Linked DNA regions of Sus scrofa: region 2 is linked to region 1. The links are chromatin contacts, called in public HiChIP or PLAC-seq maps. All regions are on one chromosome and are shown on one strand. Each heading gives the region's core, a stretch centred on a gene start, on an enhancer-like site or on the middle of the called end of the contact. The rest is flanking DNA. Distances are from core to core; before and after follow the strand shown.

Evidence for each region. HiChIP or PLAC-seq counts read pairs in DNA pulled down with a chosen protein or histone mark.
Region 2: an H3K27ac HiChIP or PLAC-seq map of alveolar macrophages shows a contact between it and region 1. The contact joins two enhancer-like sites. A contact is called at or near these places in 1 of 47 Hi-C or Micro-C datasets (embryonic fibroblasts) and 1 of 2 datasets of contacts at active chromatin or transcription factors (alveolar macrophages).

The regions. Positions count from the first base shown.
Region 1 is chr2:130,687,041-130,690,473 of Sscrofa11.1, reverse strand. No RefSeq gene overlaps it. Among named protein-coding and RNA genes, the nearest start is that of CTXN3, 92 kb to the right of the region's middle. Within about 2 kb of position 1,798, at least 17 of the 83 cell types and tissues checked have an H3K27ac peak or open chromatin away from gene starts, as enhancers often do. A contact at or near this core is called in alveolar macrophages, where this site is marked.
Region 2 is chr2:131,872,896-131,876,328 of Sscrofa11.1, reverse strand. All of the region lies in intron 4 of ISOC1 (isochorismatase domain-containing protein 1), which reads right to left. Among named protein-coding and RNA genes, the nearest start is that of ISOC1, 17 kb to the right of the region's middle. Within about 2 kb of position 1,743, at least 9 of the 83 cell types and tissues checked have an H3K27ac peak or open chromatin away from gene starts, as enhancers often do. A contact at or near this core is called in alveolar macrophages, where this site is marked.

The DNA.
Region 1 (3,433 bases), core at 549-3,048:
TCTTTGACTGTAACATAATTGGTCAGATTCAGTAAAGAACGAGAATATGAGGAGCCCCTGTTACTAGTTTTATGTGGGGCTTTTGGAAGTATCTCTCTCATCTGGAAAACTACGTCAGCTGACACCTGAGCTACTACTAAGAAGTAAGAAAAAGGCTCCCATGTGCTTTCATGAAAAGTTGGGAAACAAAACTACCATATTATCCTCCATTGAAATGTCTTCATATTTTGAATATCACCAATAAATTCCTCTTTGTGAATTTATTTATTTATTTATAATTTATTTAAATTCCTTCTTGCTGTGTCATATCTATGTTTTATCCCTACTTGGGAAAAACAATGGTTAGGAAAAAAAAAAAAAATTCGAGTTCCCCACCAAGGTTCCTACCTCCCAGCTCTTACTTTAAATCATGACATCTCTTTCCTGGCTAGTGTTTATGCCCCACGTAGTATGCAACCAATATTTTGCTAGGTAGAGTATCCAGAAGATGCATGAAGCAAATTCTGACTACATGGTCATTCTTGGATTCACCTCCTTGGTGAGAAAGTGATCATAGACTCCTCTCACTCCCCAGTTGCCCCTGACCCTGGCAAAACGCTGAAAAGGTCATATATCAGCACTGCCCATTCAGCTCTCAGCCTGGGCAAAATCAGAGAATGAGCAGAAACAGACAGAAGACTTAAAAGATGAAGTGGAAAGAAAGAAGGTCAAAGTACTAAAGTCCCTTTACCAAAGGAGGAGCTGAGAAAGAATAGGAGAGACAGCGAGGTAGTGGAAAAACCAGATCGGACAAGGGGGCTGGGGAGGGGGGCCGCTCCTGGTTGAAAGTCTCTGAGATGATGAGTAACCACTCTGTTGTGATGTGGTTGTCTTTCAACCACTTTGAGAGAGACCAATAAAAAAGGAAACTTATGCAAATAATGCAGACACACACCCTAGCCCATGACACAAGACTCAGAGATTCACATAGTTCTTTTATGACCACTAGCAGGAATTGAGATAAATTAACATTTACGGAGACCCTAACTGAGAGCCAGATACACTTATGTCATTCAGTCCTCGCAATAATGTGTTTGCCCCCTTGAGTGTGCGTAAGACAGCTGTGACTGGGAGCGACCAAGGGAACGGGCCAAGGTCATAAAGCAAGTAAGTGGTGGAGCAGAAACAAAGCCTGAGCTCTCCTGGGCCTGCCGCTGGGAGCCAGGAACCAGCAGCCAGTGATGAATGAGAGACACGGAGCCAACACTGTTGCCAGAGGAAGTATGTCAGGAACTGGCCTGCTGAGCCCCTCTGCACTGGGGCACCTCTGGGTCTTTGCTTCATTGTGAAACTGGGTTTTCTGACACTTTCTTAGCCCCAAGGCTGTGAGATCTCTTGGCATGTGTATGGTCATAGACCGCAGCCTATCAGAGCCCCTTTCTTTGTCCGTCCTGTGTGTGCTGGTGATAGAAGCCAGCACACAGGCAAAAACTGCTTTATTATGAGCTTCTGAGACCTTTTGCCTCTTCTTTTTTCTTCTTCTTAACACTTTTCCTTATTTTCTGTTCCTCCTTCTAGTCTTTTATCTACTACCTAATTTCCAGACATTTTCTCCCACTGATCTTAACCTACAGGAAATATAATCAAGTGTTTTCTTTAACTAAATGTAGCAATGTCCTGAATTGCTTACCATTAATATCCAGGACAAGAGTGGGATTCTTACATCCCTTTCTTTGCTGACGTGCTGCAAACTTACTTCTTTGAGCTGTGCACAGCCCAGATTAAAAGCCTGAAATGTAAATTATCTTGATTTCACAATTCTCTTATTTTGACCCTAGTGACACAACTGCAGAGAAATAAAGAATGTTAGCTAGAAGAGGCCAACAAAGAACTGTCATCTGTGTGACCTCAGAGAGGAAGCACCACCCTCTTCTTATTTCCTCATTATGTCTACATTTCTTCTTTTTCATAGTGAACCAACAGAGACCTTGCTAGAAGGGACCCTAGAAAGGTTAAGTTTAAGTTACCTGAGGCCCAGGACCAATCGATGCTTAGTGTAGGTGAACCCCTAGGCATCTATTTGCCTTAGTTCTATGTGAATCACTAAGAAACAAAGCCAGGAGGCAAAAATTCAGATAAGGTTGACATTTATCCTCTTCTCAAAGGCAGGATCCATTGGTTGACAATGCCATGAGCTTCCACTCCTAGTCCCAGCACAAATCTTTGTCCCTGCTATTTCTTCTGCCCTCCCCACTTGTTTCTAGCCCACCAGGCCAACCCATCGGGCCAGGGCCCAGCTACGGGATAGACAAAATGATTTGGATTACCAGTGAAAGCTAGCTAGCGTTCCATCAACCCTAAATCGATAGTATTTAAAAGAAGCTTTAATTGGGAGTTTGGGATTGACATATACACACAACTACAGAAAAGATGACTAACAAAGACCTCCTGTACAGCACAGGGAACTCTGCTCAATATTCTGTAAGAGCCTAGATGGGAAAAGAATCTGAAAAAGAATGGATAGGTATGTACATAGATAATTGGATCATGTCACTGTATACCTGAAACTAACACAACACTGTACATCAACTGTACTCCAATTAAAATAAAATAAATCAAATCTTAGCATGTGTACAGGAAAACATATTCCTTCACACACACACCCGCATACACAGCACTGTCTGGGCCACTAAAGGCAATTTCTGTTTTTGCAACTATGAAGTGGCATCGCCTGGTAAGGAAGACAGTGGCACCCAGTGGACAAACGTTTGATTGTTTGAGACAGGTGTTCCATTCAGAAATATTCTCCTATCTTAGCCTTTAGAAAGGTCATTTGCTCCCCTTACCTTTCTCTATCCTTCTGTCATCACATTTTTAAAAGACATCTATGAATTTAAACATAGGATTGAATGGAGTGATGTTACAGTTGTTATCTGCTCAGGAATAAGGAACTAAAACACTGGAAAAGGCAAAAATTTCAGGCTTAAATCCTCTGAGAGCAGTGTCTGTATTTGATTAACCTGTTTCAACAGTAAGAGTGGAGACAGCCAAATCTAATAAAATACTCAACTTAATTAAAAGTGTAATATTGACAGTGCCTTTAAGGTGTTTTTTTTTTTTTTTTTTTTTTTTTTTTTTTTTTTTTTTTTGCACATCACCTTTTGCTTTTCCTCACACTATTGCCAACTTCCAATTAAATTCACTTCGTTATATGCAAATTTGACACCTCCAGGGGCAATACTTCAGGAAAATAACACATGCAGATCCTGCAACTTAATGTGATTCTGCAGGCGATCTGGGAGCCATACAAACACCTATTTTTTACTTCCCAGCTCTTAGAGTGATTCTTTTAATTGTGAGCTACTTGGCAGAAAAGCTTTGCTTGTCTTGTCTTCCTCAGACAGTTAACTAGCATCTTACTCATGGTAGTTACAAAGAAGTTGAGTGAAATCCA
Region 2 (3,433 bases), core at 494-2,993, 1.2 Mb before region 1:
TGTCCTCTAGCAAAACCACACCATCAAATTCAGTGATGGGGAGAGATTTCAAACTAGCCACACTACAAACCGGTTAGTGGGTAAACAAGTAAAAGATGACAGGTAGCCAACATTATGACTCATACGTGTCAGGCTCAGAAGGGAAACCAAGGCTAAGGACTGTAAAACAGTGATTCCTAGTTTCCTTTTCCTGTCTCTGAACAGATAACATTAAACTTGTTCGTCCCTCCCACAAGGAAGAAAGGCTGGCGGGAGAGGAGCCTCGAGTGAGGTTTAAGAACAGGACCCTGGATGGTAGCAGAACCATCACCACTGCCACCATCGTAACCTTTTTCCAACCATTAAACATGAGTTTTTCTAAAACTTAAGGTGGCATTAGAGGGAGTTCTCCTGTGGTGCAGCAAGTTAAGGGTCTGGTGTTGTCACTGCAGCAGCTTGAAATATAGCTGTGGCATGGGTTTGATCCCTGGCCTAGGAACTTCTGTAAGTTGCAGGCATGGCCAAAAAAACAAATTTAAGGTTGTATAGAGTTTCAGTGACAAGTCAAAGAACATCCCTGACAAACTGCTCCAATGGAGTCACAATAAAGACCAAAGGACAGAAATCTCAAGGGGGGCGGGGGGGGGGCATGGAAGAGTATGGAGAAGGGAGAAAGGAAAAAGGGAGTGAGGAGGGAAGAGAAGAGAAAACAGAGCCAAGGGGTAGGGGATGGGGACGGGAAAAGAATTCGGAAGTAGGGAGTCATTTCTGGATGTAACGATCAGAAACCCGAGGGGAAAAAAACAGACCAACTGTTATCCCAAGAAACGCCCACTCTAAGAGCTGCAGAAGATGAGGTGGTCAGACACGATTCTTAGGCAAGTCAGAGGAAGAGACTCAGATCAGGCTCTCGTCATAAAAGGGTCACCTGAATAACCGGGACATGCCAACTGAGTCAAAGTAAACCCTTCCGATGGCCGTAGATCCGAGGGCCCAACCTTCCCCCGGCAGACTCTTCCTTTTCATCCCCAAGGACAGAGACTGCCTATCAGAAAGCAAGCTTGGGCCTCAACAACCAGTACCAGAAGAGTGTGCAGAGCAGCGGAACAGAACTCTCGAGAAATGAAGAAACAGCAGAGTTACAGGGAAAGAGGAAGAACAAAAGCAAGGCTGCTGGTAGTCTTTACATTGGGACAAATACTAGAGTGCAAGGTATCTCTTAAGTTTTTTAGACTTCTGGAGACTAATTTCCCTCCTCTTGACTTTTTTTTTTTTTTTTTTTTTTTTTTTTGCTTTTTATGGCCACATCCACGGCATACGGAGGTTCCCAGGCTAGGGGCTGAATCGGTAGTACAGCTGCTGGCCTACACCACAGTCACAGCCATGGTGGATCCTTAACCCACAGAGCGAGACCAGGGATCGAACCTGCAACCTCATGGTTCCTAGGTGGATTCATTTCTGCTGCGCCATGACGGGAACTCCAGCCTCCTCTTGACTTTTCAGTCACGTCCTGACTCTCATATCAAAACCCTTAGAAATCTCAAAGGACTGACTGTCTGTTTGCTTCAGCCAGAAGAGTGGGGAGTAAATGTAAGGGGAGCTGCAGCTCCTGGTGTGAACGTCCTGTATTCAAACCCAGGGCTCCCCCTCACCAACCGGTGGCCCTGCCTTCCTTAGTGCTCCTTGTTCAGTCAGTGGACATGGCAGTGAGTCAGTCTGAATCTGAGTCACACTCTCAGTGTCTGTGCAAGTGCTTTATTTCGATGTGCTAACACAGGTCAGGCCTCAGTAACCGTGAGGCAGGAAGGACAGCAAACTGTGGCCAGGTCTGAGGGAGAAATGGGATGACTCAGGAAGAAGCCAGCTTTCTCCACAGCACTCTGCTGACCCGAGCCAGGTCCACCCCAAGCCAACAATCCTGGGGGATGCTAGGCGCAAGCTGGGACACTGAAGGCAAGAAAATACCTTCTAGTCAATAGAAACCTACACAAAATCTCTCAGCTTCAAGCCTGAGACACGGCCAATTCGGCTGCATTCAAAGATAAGCAAGCCAGGAACCTGTTTTGGGAAGGGGATGGCTCAGGCCTTTGCTAGGAATGCAAAGTTTGCAGGTCAAGTTCACAAACCTTCCCAGGTGGTGCCTGCCCTGCCCCGTCCTGAAAGAGTGCCTGCGGGGAAAGAGAACAAGCAGCACCTTCTCCAGTCCCCGGCAGGTGCCTGACCACCACCCTGAGCGATGAGGACACCTACAATACTGGGACCCAAAATCATCGTATCTCCTGGCTGAAAAAATGGCAACTAAAACTCCAGCTGTTTCATGCACATGGGGCCATGGCTTAAGAGGCTTCCCCAGTTCTCCTGTTACACTTGTAAAACCAGTTCAACTGGGCCAAAGGGAAGGAAAGGGGACTCTGAACTACAAACCTAAAAATGCAAGAACACAAACTGTGGCAAGCCTCAGAGAGGGCAGCAATTTTGGGGGGGGGGGCACAGATGGGGACTAAACCCATTAAATTCCCAGGCAACACTACCAACTCCCCAGAAGGCCAAGGACATCAGGCTCAAGAGAGAGGGTTCTATTTTGTTTTATTCCATATTTACTCTACATTTATAAGTTGAAAGAAAAATGCCTGACAGATGATAAGTGCTCAAAAAAAGTGAGTGGAATAAAGCCCACACCACAGATCCCGGCAGAGAAGTTTCAATAATGGTGACTATACATCTTACTAGCTTAAGAATCTTTTTTTTTTTTTTTTTCCCTAGGGCTCCTCCCGAGGCACATGGAGGTTCCCAGGCTAGGGGTCGAATTGGAGCTGTAGCTACCGGCCTACGCCACAGCCACAGCAACGCAGGATCCGAGCCGCATCTGCAACCTACACCACAGCTCACGGCAAGGCCAGGGATGGAACCCGCAACCTCATGGTTCCTAGTCGGATTCATTAACCACTGCACCACGACGGGAACTCCTAGCGTAAGAATCGTAACAGGCAGTGTGGAGTGTCTCCGAATGATCCATCTTAGGAAGGGGAACCCTCGAGACGGCTGGTTCACTTTCAGAGTCACAGAATGACTCATTTCTTCCAAGGATTGAGGGACTAACTAAAACACCTCCACAGCAAATTAAGACGAAGAGGAAAACATCTGAAATGAGGCACCCCTCCTCCATCACGGCCTGACCTGCTTCCTTTCTCCCCTGCAACCTCAGCAACTGGAACCCAAGGCACCCAGCTCTTCTGCATCCACCCAGACCATATTCTTTCCTTCCCTCCTCAGCACGTCTCAGGACTCGTCCCTTCTGGGTCTTGGAAGCTACCTGATGCTTATACAGCTCTGATCAGACGAACCTTGTGAAGACAACAACAAATAACAGCTTCAGCAAGAAATAAAAGCAACAGCTACCATTTGAGTGTTCACCACGTCTGGCACTGTACTATTGTGCTGGGAATACATGACT